5 separate regions of the Zea mays genome follow, and regions 1, 2, 3 and 4 are each linked to region 5. Evidence: chromatin contacts called from public Hi-C data. All regions are on one chromosome and are shown on one strand. Each heading gives the region's core, a stretch centred on a gene start, on an enhancer-like site or on the middle of the called end of the contact. The rest is flanking DNA. Distances are from core to core; before and after follow the strand shown.

Region 1 (4,523 bases), core at 820-3,319, 400 kb before region 5:
ATCCAAAAAATATATATTTCCGAAATGGACACTGTTTAAGATAAATTATAGCATTTTTAGTTTTATTTTTTTTTAAATTATTTGACTTTGACCTAGAATTTCCGAAATTTTGGAAATATCCTGTTTTTCGGTGGGGGACGATTTTTTTCTTTTCCGAAATTGTTAACCCTGGCTGGAATCTGTTTTAACCAAGAACATATATAGTCTTTTGAATTGCTTTGCTGATGGTGAATGCTCGAATCATAAAACCAGGTGTAGAGAGTGTAATTTAAATAAGTAAACAGCTCCTATATGTGAAATAACTCAAGATATGCTTTGGTAATGCACCGGCACCACTGGATGTATCAAGACAGTACTTTGCATACCTAGCTTCAGCAATGTACTTTGGGGCATTGGACATGCTTTCCATGCCACCTGCCACAACAATATCATTGATACCCAGCTGAATTGACTGTGCGGCGAACATAGTAGCTGCAGAGTGTGCAGAGAGTAATTGGTCAGATGATACACACACACCTGAACACTTCACATGTGTAAAAAACAATGAACAGCAAGCAGATCAATTATACAAACATGGATAGATGAATTAGCTTCAGACCTTTCATGCCAGATGCGCAGACTTTGTTAACAGTGGTGCAAACAACAGTGTTTGGTATCCCTGCACCCAGAGCGGCTTGCCTTGCAGGAGCTTGTCCCAAATTAGCACTCAAGACGTTTCCGAAAAAGACCTCCTGCACGAGGGCCGGATCCACATTTGCTCTTTTCAGAGCAGCTAACGGCCCCAACCATGCTCATGTCAGTGCTGTTATTGGGGGTGAAACAGATACAGAATGTTCGTAGCTCAGAAAAAAAGATTATTTGGATGTCACCTTCAATTGCTATAGAACCAAGCTTTGTTGCGGGCAAGGAAGACAAGGCACCAAGGAAACCACCCAAAGGGGTGCGTGCAACGCCAACAACACATACATCTGTAAGGAAGAAAAGATTATCGACTGCTGAATGTAGATTTTTCTTTAAAGAAACACGTAGAATGCACCTTCTTCACACTGAATGTACAAACCATGGTTGCTTATACATCCTTCTATTGGTACGAAGGTACAAAGAGAGAAAAACAAACGGAACTAGGAAAACACACACTGCACTGCTAGTGAACCACCTGTTCTATGATTGGCGCTATAACATAGTACACAATAAAGTAAACGCAGTAGCTTGCTACATAGAGCCAAGTAAAGTAGTGTGTGCGGCACTCCCACCTGTGCAGTCCACCAAAGAGGGAGAAAAATAGAACTTGTGGACGTATTTCGCAGAAACTGGCGAAGAGCATGCCAACAAATCGTGAAAAGCTAGCAATAGGCCCTATGAACTGTCCGGCAAAGAGATGCCGGCACACATACACAAGAATGAGATATGAGAAGAGCGCGCGCGGGGGTGAGGGGGCGGGCATGGAGGACCTAGAGCGCCCCAATGCGCCGCAGGACGAAATTAAAATGCGCTAGATTTACATGGAGAGCAACTAATTACTAGCTCGCAAGGTACATGAACCAAAATTCCACCCAGTATAGCGGAATTCCGCCTCCGACATGTCAGATCGGTCATCGGTGGCTGGGACTGGAACTAGAATGAGAATGGACGCGCCGAACACCGGCCAAGTGTGAATGAGAATGCTTATCAGTGAAGACTGAAGACGCGACGCGATACGGTGATAGTACCTCTTGGGGCGATGCCGTTGGATGCCATGGCCGGCGGCGGTCGGGACTAACAACACCGAGCGACCTGCGAATCCAGAAACGCAACAACAATGGAGCAGCGATCCGTGATCAATCCGTCCCAATAGAAAGAGAGATCACGCAGGCGCCCGACCGAGTAGGGTAGGCCGCCAAGAGAAGAGCAGAGGGCGAGAGGAGGAGATGAGCTCACCGCGCAGCCTGGGTCGCCTGGACTCTGGAGAGCAGCAGTGGCGGGATGGGCGAGACGTGAGAGTGGCGAGTGGCGGCGGCGGTTGGCGGAGTGCACGAGGAGATGGCAGTCCGTTATTTATTTTTAGTACGGGCACGGGAACGCGGGCAGTTGGGCTCGCCAGAGCTGGATCGGCCCGGGTGATTCTTTTTTAAACATGTAATTGATACGATGAAATTGATTGGCCTTTAAGCACATTATGGCACCATAGATGGACTTAATTTATTCTGACAATAAATAGACAAGTGGGAGTTGATCTACCTAGTCAACATAAATTAATTGGAATTTTATGTCTTCCTTCTTCCCTTGGAAGAGTAGCTATAAGAGAGAGGAGGGCTCGACGACGGTAGCACTGACACGAGAGAGGTTAACGGTGACGGCGACCAGTGAGGGAAAGAGAGCAGTAGGGACACGGGGAGGGGAAGCTAGCTATAAGAGAGAGGAGGGCTCGACGACGATAGCAGTGACATGAGAGAGGTTAACGGTGACGACGACCAGTGAGGGAAAGAGAGCAGTAGGGACACGAGGAGGGGAAGCTAAGGTCACGAGGAAGGGATGGAGGATGATAAAAAAATAATAGTGTCTATTGGATTTGAGCGAGCAAGGGAGATAGAGTTTGAAAGGATCACAATGCCCAAGAGGGGGGTGAATTGGGCTTTTCTAAAAATCAACACTAATTAAAACCTAAGCAAGAGCTAAACAAGAGCCCAACTTCACCCCAACAACTAGCACTAAGAATATAATACTAGAAATGTAACAAGGCTAAGATAATACTCCAAATACTTGCTAAACAAATGCGCAATATAAAGTGCTTGAATTAAGTGCGGAATGTAAAGCAAAGTTTAGAAGACTCCTCCAATTTTTCCCGAGGTATCGAAGAGTCGGCACTCTCCACTAGTCCTCGTTGGAGCACCCGCGCAAGGGTATCGCTCCCCCTTGGTCCTCGCAAGAACCAAGTGCTCACTACGAGATGATCCTTTGCCACTCCAGCGCGGTGGATCCCTCGAGACCGCTTACAAACTTGAGTCGGGTCACCAACAAGATCTTCACGGTGATCACCGAGCTCCCAACGCCACCAAGCCGTCTAGGTGATGCCGATCACCAAGAGTAACAAGCCGTAGACTTTCGCTTGACCAAGAGAAGCCTAATGCAAGTGGTGTGTGCTCTAGGTGGCTCTCACTAGCGCTAATGAGGAACAAGCGCGGATTATGATTCTCTAATCTCCTCACTAGGCTTTTGGTGCTTGCAATGCTCTACCAAAGTGCTGGAATAAATGTGGAGTGCAAGACAATAAATATGGTGGGTGGAGGGGGTATAAATAGCCCTCACCCACCAACTAGCCGTTACAGGCACTTTACTGAGCGATGGCGCACCGGACAGTCCGGTGCGCCACCGGTGCGCCAACGGTGCGCCACTGGTGCGCCAACGGTCACTTCCAACGGCTAGTTCTGACAGAGAGCCGTTGGACTCATGGCGCACCGGACAGTGAACAGTCCACTGTCCGGTGCACACCGGACAGTCCGGTGCGGTGTCCGGTGTGCCACTAAAATTCAACTCTGAACACTGCGCTCTCGGGTTTCTGCGAAGGGAAGACACTGCCGTGGACCAGCCTGGCCCCACCTGGCAGAGGGTGCACCGGACAGTCCGGTGCACACCGGACAGTCCGGTGCCCCTAAGCCAGAAACCCTATCTCTTGTTTTTCAGCTGATTTTCAAATCGGTTTTCGCTTTAACTTGTGTGTGAGTTCTAGAGTGACACCTAGCACTGTATATGAGTGTGATTGTGCACCAACACTACACTAGAACTCTCTTGGTCAAACTACTCATCGACAACCCCTCTTTATAGTACGGCTAAAAGAGAATAAAAGACCTAACTAAATCGCGAGTGTCCACATCTCCTTGACACTCGGACTCCGTAGACCTTTACCTTTTGTTCCGTCGTTTTAGCCGTCGCTTCGAGTTCTTATTTCCGGGATTGTTTTCACCGTTGTAGTACTTCTACCTGTCATGCGACCTAACTTACCATTTGTCTCTGCAAAACACACGTTAGTCACATATAATATTACGTTGTCATTAATCACTAAAACCAACCAGGGGCCTAGATGCTTTCAATCTCCCCCTTTTTGGTGATTGATGACAACCCTACAAGTTTTGTGAGAGTAGTTTGTTTTGAAGATTCTGTCAATAGAAAGAATGGTTAATTGTACTCAGTAATCTTTGACAGAAAGAATGTGTATCATAATAATAAGAGTGAGCGCATACACATCATAAGATTCTTGTTCATATAAAAGAGAAGGTAAATTAATGAAACAAGAGCTAGAAGACTGGTGATATGATATAAGGTGAAAACATAATACACACAGTCAATCATACGCAACGAGAGTATATGACGAGTTTGTGAGCCAAAAAACATCAAGCTAGTACAGAGAGTAGCAGGCACATATATTACATCAAAATGACTCTGACTCTCTACTAACTCTCTAACTCCCCCTAGCTCTCACAACTCATATCTCTCCCCCTTCGGCGTCAAACACCAAAAGGGACCTGAACCTAAACATCTGAAGCAGG
Region 2 (4,297 bases), core at 834-3,333, 400 kb after region 5:
GTGCTTGCAGCCCGAGCCCCTATGTGACACACGCATTTTTTTACTCCTTTTGGACATGGAAACACTTCTACATTTGGTGTAATGCAAGCAGTAGTTGGTGCCGACAGGGAAAAAAACAAAGAACAAAAAGAGGGGAAAACAATTATTCTTCAAGAAATATGCTCCTGATTGGTTGCCTGAGCGTCTGATTTTTTTTTAAAAAAGTCTAACTAGGAGTTTATGTCCCGGATGGCTTTTAAGAGCTTTGGCTCTATAGGGTGCCGTTTGGTTCATATATTTGTAACGTAATGGGTAACTGATAACGTTAAATCATGTTTGTTTTAGTCTAACCGTAATCACATACCACACTAAAAATTGATACCAGCCTATTTAAATTTGTTACCACTAGTAATAGATCGTAAACCGTTACCATTACCATTTGCGTTACATTTTTTTGAACCAAACAACACCTAGATGGTATTCCAATTCAAAACCAACACATCACACACATGGCACTATGCCTAACACCTTAAAAACAGAACGGCCGAGTATGATAGCTGCAAATCACTGCAAGCGATTCGATTACAGCACAGTCTTCCAAGAGCAATTGTGTGCATGACAATTGTGGCAATTTCCATTCTGCAGGTAGGTAATTCCAGTTCCAAGAGCACTCGACATGGCGGCCGCTAATGTTGGGGAATCAACAAGCGGCGGCAGCAGCAGCAGCGGCGCCGACGCCGGGGGCGGATTCGAGTGCAACATATGCTTCGAGCTGCCGCAGGAGCCGATCGTGACGCTGTGCGGGCACCTCTTCTGCTGGCCGTGCCTCTACAAGTGGCTGCGCATCCACTCGCACTCGCCCGAGTGCCCGGTGTGCAAGGCCGTGGTCGAGGAGGAGAAGCTCGTGCCCCTGTACGGCCGCGGCAAGGACCGCGTCGACCCGAGGTCCAAGAACGTCCCCGGGGCGGCCGACATCCCCAGCCGTCCGGCTGGGCAGAGGCCGGCCACGGCTCCGCAGGCGGACCCCAACAACGCCCACTTCCCCAACGCCGCCAACCCGGCGAACCCGTGGTTCATGGGCGGCGGCGGCGGAGGCATCCCGCTGGCCAACGCGCGCTGGGGGAACTACACCTTCTCGGCGGCGTTCGGTGGGCTGTTCCCGCTGCTCAGCTTCCAGGTGCACGGGTTCCCGGACGCCACGGCCTATGGCCAGCCAGCTGGGTTCCCGTACGGGTACGGCCACGGCCACGCTTTTCATGGCGGGCACGCTGGAGCACATGCCCACGCCGCAGCTGCAGCTCCTCGGCACGCGCAGCACCAGCAGCAGCAGGCGGATGTGTACCTTAAGGCGCTGCTCATCCTAGTCGGCGTTCTGGTTATCGCGAGCCTCGTCACGTTCTAGGGCGTCGCCTGTTGGTAGGTGTTCATCATATTGTTGCTGCCTTGCTGGTAATAAATAAGAGAGAGAGACAGAGACAACACGACCGAAACTGAATTATTCAGAGCGGTGCAATGTGTTGATAGAAGGGTTGTTGTTGTACATGCTGATACATGATTGTATACTGTGGTCTTTGAACATACATTATTATCGAATAATAATCTGGAGGCTCTGTTTGAAGTAATCTGTATTCGTTTGCTGTGAAGAAACAATGAAAACCTTCATGTCAAATGCGATTTGGTTCCAATTTGAAAGGATGAATCTGATACCTTCTTCCCTGTGTGGCAGCTTTGGTTCTATTTGGTTCAACTTTTTTTAATTAGTTTTTCTGATAATGGAAAGAATATGGTTGTAAAGAAAATCTAAGTATCGATAAGATTATATACTAAGGAATATTAAGGTGTCTACATGGTTCATAATCCAGAAAAGAAAATAATAAATTTTTAATATTATAACGACTCAACCGAATATATATTTATATTAATTTTAGCTAGTTTTTATCAAATCGGTTTTTTAAAACACTGGCTGAGGTTCGGCGGAAGCTGAAAATAGCTTTGACTCTGCTGCTCCAGAGGCAGAGTGGGGGGAGGAGCACACGTGTCGAGCTCCCACTCGTGCCCGCGCTGCCCTCCCGCCTGTCTCTTCCTTTTAACCCTCCACTGCACTTCACTCCCCAGTCCCCACACCTCCAAAGCCCAACCACTCTTCTCCGATCGATTCGAGGCCGCCGCGCCTCCGCCAACCGTACCGCTACCGAACAGGAGAGAGGATGCCGCGCCGGGAGGTGTCGCTGCCCGACGCCTTCAATCTCGTCCTCGGCAAAGGTTCGTCGTGTGTTTCGTTTCTGTTCTCTTTCTTCCGAATCCGCTAAACCCTCCCCGTCTCACTCACTGCTGCTGGCTGCTGTGCTGCATTGGCGGTTCTGGCTCCGAGCAGATCGGGACAACTGGCCTCCCGCAGCGGGCCTCCTCGTGGCCGCCTACTACGGCGACATCCGCCGCCTCAAGGGTACGTGCTGCCTGCTGCGTACGCCCCCTCTCCAGCCCTCCGCCACGGCTCAGGGGTTTTGCCTTTTGCGTTAGGGGAAGTGTTACTGTCAGATTAAGGGGTTTGATCATTTACAATGATGACTGATCGATCGATGTTTGTGCTGTGTTGGGACTTACCTGATTCCAAGCGTATGGCTTGGTGCATCTCCATCACAAATTGCACTGCGCCATCACAGCGTATGGTTTGATCATCGCACGGAAATGAAATGGACAAATTTGTTAGTTCTTGTACGGATAATCATTGGTTTCCATGTATGCCCTTCAAGGAACTGCGAACAAAAGCATTTTATTTGGAGTAGCACTGTAGCTATTGAAATTTAAAACTTATTCCCCAGAAACCATTTATTTACTATACATTCTGTGACCATCTGTTTTTTCATATGTTTCTTCAGGGCGTCCTGAAATAGCCAAATTCTTGCTTTCTAAAGGAGTTCGTGTTGATGTGGAATCAAGTGTCTTGACCCCACTGATTATTGCTACCTTTAGAGGATATCTAGTATCGTGAAGATTTTATTGGAGCACGGTGCAGATGTATGTGCTAATTGTAACTCTTATTTTTATTTGCTCTGGAACCTGCACGGTTCACTGCTCTCCCACATTGTTCCCGGTTGTATTCTCAGTTTCTCTGAACTACTGATGTGTGACCCTGATCAAAGATATGGGTAACTGGACACCCAGACATAAGCAGCTATGATGTTCTAAAATTCAAACAGTAGGACATTAGGAACATATACACTTCAATAATATACTATTGTTTTTTTTCCATCTGAAATTCTCTGCTTCTCTAGTGCGTTTTTTTTCTTTTGGCATTGATATTGATTTTTCGGTTCTTGCAGCCCAACGAGCTTTGATTGATAAAGTTACACCATTAAGCATGGCATTAAAACACTCTTATGTGTCTTGTTTGAAACTTTTGGTTCAAGTAAGCTGTTTGCTACATTCCGACTGCAATCGAATTTCCCCCTACTGATGCTGGGTCTAGCTCTGCAATTATGTCTTTGTTAGTCATCGGTTTATGGAGAAAGCGTATGATTCCTTTGTCTTCTTAAATTACCTTTGTAGGCTGGAGCTAATGTGAATGGTTTTGGATCTATCTTATAATCCCTTGGCAAGAGCTGCAGAGAAAGGTTTGACTGAAGCTATCAAGTGCTTGTTGGAAGCTGGTGCAAATCCAAACGTTCCTGACACAGTGAGATTTGCTTCTTGTTACATGCATCACTATAGTGATTTGCTTGATTTTATATCTTCCATAGCGTAATCTAATACACATATGCAATGCTGGTAACACAAAATATGATGCCATACAAGAATGTTCTTATGACAGTACAAGGTCTGTGTGGGAAGTAAACAATAAGATGTGGTCGGACTGCTTTGCTTGCTTACTTATTTTCTGCATAAGCTTATTACTGTTTTGGCAAGTCTTATGTTTTAGTTATGTTAGGAATACATATGGTTGCAACATAATAGGCTTCCTTGACCTGCTATGACAGGAGTGAATTAATAATCTTTGCGTTGGTCTGTGTATGGAATGGACTTAGAAGTGATTGCGTTCTGGATCTATAAGTAGTTAAGTACTTTGTTAGCGTTTACTTTGATTGTGTTCAGGATTTAGTGTTCTTGCTGCTGGAGCAATGTTCTTCAAAGATTAATAGTTTTTAGGCGCTTACTCTGATTTTGTTCACTTCAGGATTTAGTGTAGCTACTGCTGGAGCATAGTCCGTCAAGAATTAATAATATTTAGTTGGAGAATGCTCAATTTGCTATTCTTTTTATTTTAAAATTTTCTATACTTCATCAATATGTTTGTTTGCTCAACATTTTGGTAGGCTGC
Region 3 (4,313 bases), core at 1,274-3,773, 350 kb before region 5:
GACAGTATAGATTGAATTAATGGTACCAAATTTACCAACAGGCCAGTATGTGTTCACCATGAAACATTTTTCGAAATGATAGGCACTTAACTACTGCACTAGTAGAAGAAAATGCACCTTCACAGTTTTATCACCTTAAACAAGAATCACAATATACATGTTGAAATGAAGTGCCAAATTTTTTAACACTGGAACTAGCAGGTAATAGGATGAAAATATGTTTCCTCGTTTGTATTGGGAACATAAGAATATAAGATATTTTCCAGCACTATCTGCATGTAGCAGTGAGGTGCGCACACAAGAAGAAAAGGAACAGGGAAACAGAAACAGAATAGGGACCATTTTAAATTGCGTACTAGAATACATGATATGAACTTGCTTTCAACTCTTGTGTTTATGCTTGACCCAGGGTGATAACCTTGTGTCTTGTTCAGAGTGGTTGTGTGTGGTGACTGTGTTGTGTCTTGTTGTGTCATGTGTGTTGAGTTATGTGTGTTGTGTTGTACCTTCTTCTATCTATTAATGGAAAGATACGCAGATCTCCTGCGTGTTCGAGAAATACATGATATGAAAAAAAAGGTCAAATTAAAGTACAAAACGAGAAAAAAATGAAAACCAGATAGTAGTGTACCACTCAGGATCCATTTCAACCGATGAAGAACTCCAAATTTCAGAAGGAGAACTTTCAATTTGATATGTTTCCTTGTTCTGGTTAAGCTCATCAATCCTTTCATTGATCTTAGATATTTGATTTGACAGCCCATGACGTACAAAAAACTGCCCAACATAGACACGTTAATTTGCAAACCATTAGTGTAGAGATTTGTGATGAACCTCAAATGAACCTACAGGGATGACTAAACCAAATCAAAGGAGCAAATGCCTGGTTTTAAACCAAAAATAAAAGGAGAGTCAAATTTCTTTAACCTTGACCAGATTTATAGAAAAAATATATTACTAAACAAATGCACTATCCAAACATAATTCATAGAAAACTAATCTGGTGTAACTTGGCCAAAGTTTGACTAACAAGACTTAAATGACTTGCATTTTGGACCGGAGAGAGTACACATTTATTTGCCCAAAAGATCAGAAGGTCTTTAATGATGTACTGATTGGAAAAAGGAGAGTCTGGAGCAAGAATCTCAGAAAATACAGGTGTGTCAAACAACAGTAGCTGACACCCAATGAACACTAAGCATGTCCGACCATAGAAACTGACTAGGGGTGTTATCCATAGGCTAAGAATCAAAAGTTTGGTATTGGCCATGCAAGTGTTAATTCCAGAACAAATTTACGTCCTGGATGAAGTAGCCACAGACATATTTGAATAAGAGCATAGAATGGACGCCAAGAAGGCAAAAAATACCCCCATTTCGTACTCAGCATATATTTCCCTCATATAGACTTCATGTATTATGCATTTCTTTTCTTTTTCCGCATTGATGGATTTCAAGAAGAATGCGCCAAAACAAATCATCTAAACATGAATATAGATAAGTAGTCGAGGAAAAATACTGAAGGGGTGTTTGGTTTTATGAACTAATTTTTAGTCCCTCCATTTTATTCCACTTTAGTTCCTAAATTGTCAAATACGGAAACTAAAATAGAGTTATAGTTTCCGTATTTAGCAATTTATAGACTAAAGTGAAATAAAATGGAGAGACTAAAAATTAGTCCCTAGTAACCAAACACTCCCTGAGTCGTCTACAGCAATGTTGTAATTGACATATTTGCTTAGAGCCTAGAGGTTCAGTGATAGAAACTCTCTAAAACTACTGCCATGTCTTGTTTAGGAGATGCGAAGTTTCGTTTTCTGTTTTCCTATTTTTGTCTATTACCACAGCTCGCTTGCAAAGTGGTACTGATTCCAGAAAACGATCGGTTGACATGAAAAAAAAGAGGCGAAGCCACAAGATCAGAAATAGAATAGTTCCGTTTTTCTACTTTCGTTCAATTAGGCAAGTTTCGATGGTGCCTGCTAAAAGATGTCATGGTACCGAACCGCAGCAAACCAGAATGAGCTTACCTGCGTGGCGAGGTCCTGGACGAGGCTGACGGCGTCGCGGTGCCAGCCCCACCACCATCTGCGGCGCCGGCGCCACCGGGCCCCGGGGCGGCAGGCCTCGACGCGGAGGTGGAACTCATCGACGGCGTCCTCAACCTCGAAAGCAACCTCTCTGGTCTCGCGCAGCCAGAGCAGGAGCAGCTCGCTTGCGCGGCCGCGGCGCTGGCGGTCGGCCCCGCGTACGAGCGCCTGCAGGTAGGCCAGCTTCCGCCGCAACGCCCGGATCTCGGCGTCCACGCGCAGCAGCGCCGTCGCCTCCTCCGCCGCCAGCTCACCCAGCTTGGCCAGCACCCCCGTCACCCCCGCGTCCGCCATGGCTGTCGCCGGGACCGAAAGGCTGAAACTGTCACAGTGATCAGTGATGTAAAGTTTGGTTGGTTGGTGTTAGCGGGTGTATGGCAGTATGGGTAGTCATTTTTAGCCATTTACTTTAGCGGGTGTATATGGTTGGTGTTGGCGAGACCGAAAGGCAGACCAGCCTGGATGTTCCTAGTCGAAAAGTGTCAGTGTTAGGATCTACCGACCTAACCAATTAGTGAAATAATGCCGTGTCCTTATGATCTAAATGGTGATGCAAGTTGACACAAATTTTTTATCCTGGTTCAAGCCAGGAGAGACCCTACTTCCAGCAGAATGGAATGAAACTTATATTACTCGCACCTAAGTGCTTGCAGTAGGGAGTACAAACTAAGCGAGAGGGAAGGATCCCAAGTCCAAGTAGATGATTGAGGCAAGTGTCAATAACATGTGGAGGAGAAAATTTGTGAAGTGTGTGCCCCTACCTCCATGAAGCCATATACTATCCTATTTATAGGCCGAGGGGGTTGCCGGGAGGACGGGTTTGGCTGCGCACTGTGGGAAGATGTCTTTGTATCCCTGTATATGGTATGATCGGTGGTATGGTCTTGTATTTGTTGTTGACTTGTGCTTGCTTGGTTTCTGCTGAGAGCCGAGGCCGACGTCGATAGCTCGGTCACGTATCTGAGCCCCCTAGCGAGGAGTTGCCCATACTGTAGTGGTTTGACACAGTGCTAAGTATGGGAAAAAGTTTCTTAGGCGGTGCGTCAGCTCTGCAGTACTTGATGACGTTGGCATTCTCTGTTGCGGATATCGAGGTCAAAGTCGGGCTCGGGCGAGGCAGAAGTCCTTCAAGGTCACGACTGAACTGGTTCTGAGATTCGAAGACGTGCGCCACAGTCGAAGGAGTGGTCTCCTACAGGAGCAGGTAGATGAGACCGGGCTCGGGCGAGGCGGAGTGTTGTCCCGAGGGCGAGTTCTGCCCCGGCAAGACGGAGTTTGCGCCCGAGGGCTGGTCTGCGCCACTGTCGTATTGCGCATCCCATCAAGAGTTAGTAGACGACGTGTGTGTACAGTGGTTGCACACGTAATCGTAGTTGATGAATCTTTTGACAGGACTGCGGTCTTGTTGTCCTTACACATACAGGCTTGAGTGGGGTATGTACGCACATTTAATGCGACTGTCCCCCGACGGACTTCAGATAAGTCTTCCCCTGGGTTTGTCTCCCTTGCCCGAGGCGGGCACGGGCGAGGCGGAAACGTCGTTCTGGGGTGAGGGGACCTCGACCGAGACAAGGATTGTCCCGAGAATACACATCGTCCGAGAACAGGCTTGGGCGAGGCGGAGTTTGTGAAGACCCTTGAGGGGGACCTCGGGCGAAGCGTGGCTTTTGATCCTTCGACCTCGGGGACATCAGGGAACGTAATTTGATAATGTTCTTAGGGTTTAATCGCATTTTAGGGGTGTAATCTAGGTACCCCTAATTACCATACCCGACAAAGATGGATGAAGATTTAAGGTTGGGAGAAAGCTAAACTAGGTCTAAATTACTCGTACTCTTAATGCGATAAAGAACAAAAAATAAAGTAGATTGTATTTGTCGGGTACCGTAATTAGGGATACCCCCAATACTCCTTAACATGGCTGAAAAACATCCTCAAAACAGACCGTAAAGACTAATAGGCACGGTTCAAGTCAAGGCCTCGTCTACCAAGGGACGCGATCTCATCCGAGCCCAGCCTCGGGCAAGAACAGTAGTCTCGGACGGATTCACACCTCGCCCGAGGGCATCCTCAGGTAGTGGGCGCACCCTCGGCTCGCCTGAAGCCAAGCTCGGGCAAACTTTGTCGTGCAGCGACCTTGGCCAAATCGCCTCACCAACCGACCGTATCGCATGCACATTTAATGCGGGGATCGCCTGACACCTTATCCTGACACGCGCGCCTC
Region 4 (4,377 bases), core at 1,872-4,371, 500 kb before region 5:
TTGTTTCAACCGGAAGGCCACTGCGTTTAGATGATTATTTGGCATGGAGGCCCAGTGTGTATCACCATTTAAACTCTGAAAAGGTTAGACTTTCCCTGATGAAACCTTCTAATTAAGTGGGTAAGCAAAGCACTATTCAGTAATTGTATCACCTCCTGTTCTAGCAGGAATCTCCAAAATCTCTTCACCAGGCCAAACTCCGTGGGGAACGTGTTACTCACTTTGTGCTTCTGCAGTTCAAATTCATCATTATTTATTCATTTAACTGTTAGAATATTTCTCTCATGATTTTGAAGGGCGTTTAAAACTTTGGTAAAAGTATTCGAATGTGATAGACCAGGAAGCTGCAATTATTATTCCTGCTGGCAAAGTCAAAGATCATCTCAGCAAGCCAAATAATTAGTAGTAAGACACATAACTATTGCAGACTCGAGAACACTTTTTTCAGCTCATTAAAGAAAAGGCAAATCAAGAGTAGTTAAACCGGCGACAGATTTAGATTCTTTTGAAGATTTATGGCACAAACTTTAGTGGGTAAAGGAAAAGCTACAAAGAAAGAAATGGACCGCATGCTGATCTTTGTAGTGGAATAGGACGCGCTTCACGTCCTCGATATGAATATCAGGTACAAAGTCAACCATAAGATTTCCTGTGTAGAGAGAAATGAGGAAAGTGGATACTGTTGAGCATACGGAAAGTCAACCATCAGATTTCTTCTTCTCAATTTTAATGTATATTTGGTCATAGACATAGAAAGAAACTGAAAAGGAACATATCAGATGAAGAGGTAAAACAGTAACGCTTGGATCACCAGAGAAACGAGAAGACAACAGGATATGCAACATGTTTGTACTCAGCAAGGTGCCATAAAAGGTAAGCAGAAAGTACCATACCAAACATTTGGATTTATGAGGACAAACAACAAACATTCTAAATGATATAATAAATTTAGTATATCAAAGTACTGGTCCATAGGTGCCCAAATGCTCTTAAGACTGTAAAAAAATTCTAGCACGAAGACTCAGATCATTAAGAATTTTGCTAGCATGCATAATTCCATAAATGACAACTCAGCAAAGTAAAGCATGACATGGCTAGAAAGTAAGAAAAAGAATAACGGTAAGTGCAAGGGACTCCCTGGAACTCTAAACAAAAGAAAGATGCAAGGGAGTGTTCTGGATCTACTGAATACAATGATGATCACAGACTACAAAACTAGAAAAATATAATAATGATGCCATTGCCCCCAATTGTGAATCTAGTGACAGTTCTGTATACTTTAATTGCACCATACCTTGGTAGTTGCACTGATGTAGCTCACGTGCTCCCCATGCCGACAATCGCAGCACAACAGGCCCACTAAGCCCCCAGTGTGTTACTAACATAGGCCCAGTCTGTAAAGACAAGTCACTTGTTGCAAGCGATGTGTATAACCAGTTGACTACCTCTCTAAGAGCCCGCCAATTGCTGAAAAGAAATGGCATGTTCACCTGAGTTAACTCGGGAACACTTTTTTGAACACCATCTAGCTTCAGTTTTGCTTTGACTATTGGAAATGTAACCTACATAGCAGAAAACACAGGGGTAAAAGTCATTGCCGCTCAGTACTCCTGTTATGAACAAAAATCAGCTGTGCGGTGAGGCTTCCTTCTGTAAGACGCATGCTTGATGTTTAATCATGTTCCTCCTCAGTAGCAATTAAATTATGGATACTAGTAGGCAGGTAAACAGAGGAAACTCATGTAATTTGGCTGCACGACTTATAAATTATCACTATTCTATTACTGGATAGAGTAATTCTTATCTCTTAGCATGGGATTTGAAACAGTTTATGTGGATGCATACCCCGGCGAGATCAGCCAGCCGCTTGTCTGCGATTTTAAATGTGAACAAGCTGGGAACTGGTGCAATAATGGAATGACCGAGTTGTGCAGCGATTGAATAGCCCTACAGGTAAGCAAGACGTTAACTGCGTACCATTTTGCCCTATGATATGGTGAAAAGATATGAATTTGCAACGAGAGGGGCAAAAAAGAATTTACGTACATGTTGGCTGCTACCTGTAGCAACCAAGATGTAATTAGCGTTGATATAATCAACAAGATCGGCAGTACGCTTCTCCACCTTGAGAACAAACTTCCCGTCTTGAGCAACAGATGCACTAGACACAGTTTTGCCGGCCTGCAGAGAAACTTCCATTTGGTTTTGAAGTGGTCAGGGAGTGGTGGCCACAGCATCAGGGGGAAATCAACAGGAAAGATAATAATTAATTAGCAAGAGGTACCCCCAAGCCTTCTTGCTTCGTTCAGTAGACAGTCTACAACTGAAGCTGAATTGTCAGTGACAGGGAAGACTCTGCCATCGTCCTCCGTCTGACAGTGACATGACAACCAACATGAGGAAGGGAGCAACATTAGCAACCAGTAGCTGCGGAGGAATGCATACAGAATACAAGATCCTGAAGCAACTAGTCGGCTACCTTAAGCTTTACACCGTGATCTGTGAACCAGCGCATGGTATCCTGCGGACCGTGAGCGGTAAAGAAGGATCCTCGGAGCTCCTTGTTCCCCCTTGGATAATTTCTCGCCAGTCCCTGCAAACCCCAGAACAACGGGCACTGCTAAATATGTTTGCAGCAGCACGAGAACGGCAGTGACAGGCCGGATGATGGCGTGGGCACCGACCGCGACCAAGATAGGAGTATGACGCGAGATTGCTCGTTACCATGGGCTCAAGGTGATGGCCATTGGTTACGTTGCAGCGGCCACCGCCGGAGATCTTGACCTTGGACAAGAACCTGCCTTTCTCCACAACCGCGACGTTGAGGTGCGGAGCAAGGGTCTTGGCCCTTATGGAGGCGTACACGCCCGCCGCGCCGCCCCCCACAACGACCAACGATGGCTCCTCCTCGTGCTGCCCCTGCACAGACGAGATGACACCAAGCTCAAACGCTGCGGCGGGCGGGGGACATCATGGCATGAAAAGAGCTTAGCGGCGACAGGGCACATGGGTCTTACCTGCTCGTAGGTAGGAGAGGCGGGGGTAGAAGAGAGACATCTCGTCCTGGAGAATACGGTGGCGCGGCGAGCGGTGGTGAGGGTAGGCTGGAGACACGGCGGCCATGGCGGCATTTCGTCGAACAGCTCCGCTGCTGCTACTGCTATATCTACGTGTGCCCAGCTGACGGAGGTGGGCGCTCTACACTTCACACAATCACCTTGATAACTGGGCCCACCCTCGTATCTAGTCTGGCCGCTTGTTAACGATGATTCTGGAATTGGGCCGGGCCTGCTTCTTCCAATTTGAGATCCATTCTACTGAAATTTGTACGCTGAATTTTATAAATTCCAACTGAGATCCAGAACGATGATTTTAAAATCCTCACATTTTAGTTTGGATAGCATAGCGCACGGAAGTAGTAGAATCAGCTATATGTAGTAGGTTCAGATTTCTCAAATAAAGAAGCTATATATGAACGTATATATCACAGCATGATGAGCCGATTTGCTGGCCACAAGAAAGCACAGCATATATATAACACACACATATATATATATGTCTGTGGCCCACCGGAGAGAACGAATTGAACTTGGTCCGGTTTCAGGCCTAGCTTGAGCGCCTTTTTTTTTTGTACAAAAGAAGGCGGAAGAAGAAGAAAAGATGGGCGTTCCTTTCCCTGTTGGATCTTTTCAGAAAGGCAAAGCAGCAGGAGCAACAAAGATGGTGCTCAAGAGCTTAATAATATAGGGTATGTTTGGTTTAACTTTTCTCTGACTAGTTTTTTCTAAAAATATGACTGTTAGAAGAATCTGAGTATAATAAAGATTACGTAAATGATTCTAACTTTCTTAAGGAAAAAATAATCCAGACTTTTTTTTGTTCCTTTGTGCGTTTTAACAACTATCTGGTCAAGTATCTAGCAGCTCAAGTGGCGGCGTGGAGCTGCTGTCTTCCCAGTGCTCACCCATGCTTGCACTACATACTACTCCCGCCGCGCTGACTGCACGTACGTACTAGCGTTCACATTTCCTTCGGTAGCTAGGCAACGCAGGCATCTTTCAGTTTGTCAGTTAGCGCTATCATCACCGGCGAGCATGGCATGGCATGGCAGGCATGCCTCTTTTTCAGTTTAATTTGTCAGTTAGCCTGATGCATGGAGGCTGGAGCCGTCTGCCCCACGTCGACGTACGTACTTACTATACGTGTGGGTTCAGAATTCCATTCATTCACACGCCTACTTGCACTTGCAGAGACAGGGGTATCAATATCATACTGAGAGTGTGTGTGAACAACGGTTCACTTCACCGCCCGGTCCAGTATCTGTGGCGGCGACAGAGCGTTCGGCGGTTTCACTCTACCCAAGCTGCTACAGTACGT
Region 5 (4,183 bases), core at 1,395-3,894:
GGTCCGCGCATGCGCAGAGTAGTTTAGGGTTCCGAGTTTTGTGCTATGTTTGTTGGCTAGATTTGCGGAATTAACCCGGAATCCAGTCGTGTAAAGGGTCCAGCCCCCCTCCTCTATATAATGAGAGGTCTACGGCCGATTTGTAAGGATCAATCGAATCAATACAACTTCTATTTCGCATTTATTTCCTGTACAATTAGGAGTAGTTCTAGTCTAGTTTAGGATTAGTCTTCCAATCCCCAAATTATTCGTCTCTCTTCGACTCTACGCCGATTAGAGGAGTCTAGGTCGGCCGGCCCGAGCCTAGACACCACCTAGGATCTCTCCTCCCCGACGGGTCCCTCCCGGGAGCGAGATCCAGGCGCCGCCGGCGATCTTCCGCCGCCCCTGCGCACGCGCGGACCGTCCGGCCCTAGGGCGCGGACCGTTCGGTCGTCAGGCAGGGAACCCGAGCTCCTGCACCAGGCCGCGGACCGTCCAGCCCTAGGCCGCGGACAGTCCGCCCTTGCGCAGAGAGCACCACCGCGCCTCGCACCAGGCCGCGGACCGTCCGGCCCCTGCGCGCGGACCGTCCGCCCCTGTGCAGAGGGCACCGCCGCTGGTTCTCTTGAGTAATTGGCGCCTCCGAAAAGGCGTCAACAATTTAAACATTAAAAGGTTATGAAATGCCAAATTTCAAACCAAATAGCCTACTCCATTAATAGATTCAAATTCCTTCGAGACGAAGGGATCCAGACTGTCCCAAATATGATTTTATTTGACGTAAGATGATGTGCAAGGGTGTGCTGGTGTGTGCGTGTTTGGTTAGATATGATTATTGTGCCTATGCTTGAGAGAATTCTTTAAGCTCAGCCATTGGGGGAAATGCAAAATTTCACTTTGAATCCTGGTTTACCTTATATTCTCTTTTCTTGAACGCAAAGGTTTACCTTATGTTCTCAAAATTGAAGCAGCAGCTCATCTTCTTAGGAAATAAAATAGGTCCAGTTATTTCAATATTTTTTCCAAACACCAAGTTGGTCTGCTCTAGTAGCTTCAAACCTTTCAAGTCCAGGGTCTGTCTCTTGCGGTTACGGCTGAGCTCTGTTTGAAAGTTCCAGATTCATATTTGCAGGAGCCCGGAAGAGCTGAAGCCGCATTCGCTCAATACGATGTTGCAACTGTACTAAAGAAGTTCTACTCCATTGAAATAGATGAACTCACTGCTCCTCCTGGAGTGGAGATCATAGACTTTCTCGAGGCATCTCCATCACCACTTCCTTGGCTCAGCGAGGAAGAACTGGGCCAGTACGCCGAAAAGTTTCGGAAGTCTGGGTTCACTGGACCCCTCAACTACTACCGCATGTGGGAGACGTAATTTCCTCACCTTGTATCCTATCCTTGTGTCTTGTTATTGCCTTACACACACTGTAGTATGTGATGTAGTTGTGAGTAACTGCAGGAATTGGAGACTTCTTGCACCCTGGAACGAGGCCAAGATTACAGTGCCCGTCAAGTTCATAGCTGGTGATAAGGACATCGGTGTCCAGTCCTTTGGGGTTGAGAAGTACATCAAGAGTGGGGAATTCAAGTCCACTGTCCCAGATCTTGAAGTCGCGGTCATTGAAGGCCACCATTTTCTCCAGCAAGAACAGGCCGAGAGGGTGAATTCGGAGATAATTTCCTACCTCGTCAGGTTTACTAGCCAGGAGGCATCATCTTGATGCTTTGCTCCCAGTTGAACCTGACCAGAAAAAAAATGATGTGCGATGGGACTCCATTTCTTTCTGAACTGAAAAGGTCTTGAATTGCCGAATAAAGTGTGAGTAGAGTTGAAAAGGGATGGAAGTCCCGTCCGTACTGTTTTCCACATTTGACCCGTCCGTTTTCGTATTTGTGGAAAAATCTAGAAATAGGACAGAAACGAGAGAGGATCTATCCCGACCATTTTTGCGGAATCCCGTTTTTTTCTAGATTTAACCCATATTTATTCCGTATTCAAGAAACCAAGATGACCCAATATGTATTAGTTTACAAACTAAAGCATCATATTTTAAAGTTATATATTATAACATAAATGGTCATTCTAGTCACCGGCTCTCCTCAATAATAAGTGGTCTAAAAGTTCAAACAACATCGATCGTAGCTATATGTACACCGCTAATAATCAAACAACAATTAAATGTTATCTTTTTATATCTATTTGTTTTATGTTATTGCCTTGCTAGTCAGTTATCAATATCATATGTGTGTCTATATTAAATTACGAGTTTCTGCTTAATATTTTCGCTCTCATTCATTTTCGTACACCTGTTTATTCCGCTCCCGTTTTCGTACCCGACTATTCTAGAATCGGTTCTGTTTCCGATGATATAATGTGGCAACCGAAACAAGATAGGGGTTGTTTTGTTTTCATCCCAAATTAAGTGTGAGCTAGGCATTTGCTGGCTTGATGTTACTTGTACGAATAAAAAGAGCACGTGACAAAAAAAAAACTTGGTGCTCAAAGCTTGCGTGCTTGTGTTGCTTCTGCTAGTCATTGCAGCCTTGCAGTCTTGTAGGCAGAAGGTGCAATCGACGCGTGCACTATGGAACATGTGATCCAGAACGAGCCAGGTGGTTGAGATGATTAGTATTTATGGTTGAGATGATTTGTATTTCTGGAAGTGAGAACAGCCATTGAGCAGCAGGTAGCGCGTCAAGCGAGCAGAGCAGCGAAAAGCATGGATGCCGAAGCCGCCGCCGCCGAGGGCCAGGTGCGGCACTGGACCGCGGACGTCAACGGCATTTCCCTCCACGTCGCCGAGCGCGGCGCCGCCGACGCGCCGGCGGTCCTCCTCATCCACGGCTTCCCGGAGCTCTGGCTCTCGTGGCGCCACCAGATGGCCGCGCTCGCCGCCCGCGGCTTCCGCGCGCTGGCTCCCGACCTCCGTGGCTACGGCGACTCGTCTGTGCCCACCGACCCCGCCGCCTACTCCATCCTCCACCTCGTCGGCGACTTGGTCGCGCTCCTTGACCACCTCCAACTCACAAAGGTGCCGCCTTTTTTCCCCCGGCCGCGCTCTTGTTTAGCACTCCACGTCACGATCGTGAGTGACCCAACCGCTGCGCGCGCCGTAATCTGGCAATCTGCCATGGATGGATGGCGGACCTGTAGGTGTTCGTGGTTGGGCACGACTGGGGCGCGATGGTGGCGTGGCACCTCTGCCTGTTCCGGCCGGACCGGGTGCGCGCCGCTGTTGTCCTGGGGATCCCCTACTTCCCCCGCGGCCCTCGCCCGATGACGGACTCATTTGCCAAGCTCGGCGATGGATTCTACATCAATCAGTTCCAGGTGGAGATCTCTTTCCTTTCGCTGGCTGGCCCAATTATTTAGTTCTTTTGGCTTTTGAATCTTCTCTACATCATGGAAATCAGTATGCAATGCAACTAGCTAGTGCATGCTAAAGCAGTACACGCTTGTAATGGTGATCTGTGCTTGCAGGAGCCAGGAAGAGCCGAGAGGGCATTTGCTCGCTACGATGTTGCGACGGTCCTAAAGAAGTTCTACGCCTTGAAAATCGACGAGATGATTGCTCCTCCTGGAGTGGAGATCATAGACTTTCTCCAGGCACCTTCTTCGCCGATTCCCTGGATGACAGACGAAGAACTGGGACGGTACGCCGAGAAGTTCGAGAAGACTGGCTTCACAGGACCCCTCAACTACTACCGCATGCTTGAAACGTAATTTCCACACCGTCTGCCCTCCCTCTCGCACTGATACAGATACCGATACCCCTCTGTTACTGTGTAATGTGGCCTTAATTTGCAGAAACTGGAGACTGACTGCACCTTGGAGTGGATCGAAAATCACAGTGCCTGCGAAATTCATACTCAGCAAGAACGACGTCGGCCTGCAGTCCTTCGGAACCGAGAAGTACGTCAAGAGTGGCGCTCTGAAGGAGAACGTTCCAGACCTTGAGATTTCGATCATCGAGGGGCACCATTTCGTCCAGCAGGAAGAGGCCGGGACAGTGAATTCGGAAATACTCTCCTTCCTTGGCAAGTTTCCCAGCGAGGGAGGATCAGCGTGATTGTTATTTATTGTTTGCAGCCAGTCCCGGACTCCTGAGAGGAAGATGGCCTCCGAATGATCCGAGGGTTTATGATTGAATAAAGTGAGAGCTCAGATCGATAGCCGTCTGTTGGCTTGCATTAAAAAAAT

What was found. A called contact is a pair of places that touch in the nucleus more often than the background predicts.
Region 1: a Hi-C map of leaf mesophyll shows a contact between it and region 5, with 2.6 times the contacts expected there. The contact joins the promoter of LOC101202696 here to the promoter of LOC100281378 in region 5. A contact is called at or near these places in 5 of 25 Hi-C or Micro-C datasets (bundle sheath, ear, leaf mesophyll and 2 more).
Region 2: a Hi-C map of ear shows a contact between it and region 5, with 2.2 times the contacts expected there. The contact joins the promoter of LOC103645096 here to the promoter of LOC100281378 in region 5. A contact is called at or near these places in 2 of 25 Hi-C or Micro-C datasets (ear and tassel).
Region 3: a contact with region 5 is called in a Hi-C map of leaf, with 6 times the contacts expected there. The contact joins the promoter of LOC103640976 here to the promoter of LOC100281378 in region 5. A contact is called at or near these places in 6 of 25 Hi-C or Micro-C datasets (ear, endosperm, leaf and 1 more) and 1 of 3 datasets of contacts at active chromatin or transcription factors (leaf).
Region 4: a contact with region 5 is called in a Hi-C map of ear, with 2.5 times the contacts expected there. The contact joins the promoter of LOC100192078 here to the promoter of LOC100281378 in region 5. A contact is called at or near these places in 6 of 25 Hi-C or Micro-C datasets (ear, endosperm, leaf and 1 more).

Annotation. Positions count from the first base shown.
Region 1 is chr1:184,475,190-184,479,712 of Zm-B73-REFERENCE-NAM-5.0, reverse strand. LOC101202696 (acetyl-CoA acetyltransferase, cytosolic 1) reads right to left here and starts at 2,069. Exons shown (of 14, transcript NM_001279386.2): 1 at 1,918-2,069; 2 at 1,710-1,773; 3 at 870-968; 4 at 599-772; 5 at 366-471. The coding sequence starts at 1,737.
Region 2 is chr1:183,681,084-183,685,380 of Zm-B73-REFERENCE-NAM-5.0, reverse strand. It overlaps LOC103645096 (heat shock protein sti1 homolog), which reads left to right and starts at 2,083. Exons shown (of 7, transcript XM_035964155.1): 1 at 2,083-2,241; 2 at 2,354-2,425; 3 at 3,529-4,297. LOC100283782 (RING finger protein 5) reads left to right here. Exons shown (of 2, transcript NM_001156681.2): 2 at 625-1,601. The coding sequence starts at 656. The coding sequence ends at 1,381.
Region 3 is chr1:184,426,285-184,430,597 of Zm-B73-REFERENCE-NAM-5.0, reverse strand. LOC103640976 (disease resistance protein RPP13) reads right to left here and starts at 2,523. Exons shown (of 3, transcript XM_008664410.4): 1 at 2,030-2,523; 2 at 632-777. The coding sequence starts at 2,383.
Region 4 is chr1:184,578,068-184,582,444 of Zm-B73-REFERENCE-NAM-5.0, reverse strand. It overlaps LOC100192078 (FAD/NAD(P)-binding oxidoreductase family protein), which reads right to left and starts at 3,121. Exons shown (of 15, transcript NM_001137501.1): 1 at 3,018-3,121; 2 at 2,725-2,919; 3 at 2,480-2,593; 4 at 2,285-2,372; 5 at 2,047-2,192; 6 at 1,846-1,947; 7 at 1,491-1,562; 8 at 1,295-1,394; 9 at 567-649; 10 at 153-230; 11 at 1-75. The coding sequence starts at 2,727.
Region 5 is chr1:184,076,934-184,081,116 of Zm-B73-REFERENCE-NAM-5.0, reverse strand. LOC100281378 reads left to right here and starts at 2,644. Exons shown (of 4, transcript NM_001154296.2): 1 at 2,644-3,014; 2 at 3,137-3,313; 3 at 3,464-3,702; 4 at 3,791-4,183. The coding sequence starts at 2,703. The coding sequence ends at 4,052. It overlaps LOC111589236 (epoxide hydrolase A), which reads left to right. Exons shown (of 4, transcript XM_023301309.2): 3 at 1,115-1,353; 4 at 1,442-1,827. The coding sequence ends at 1,703.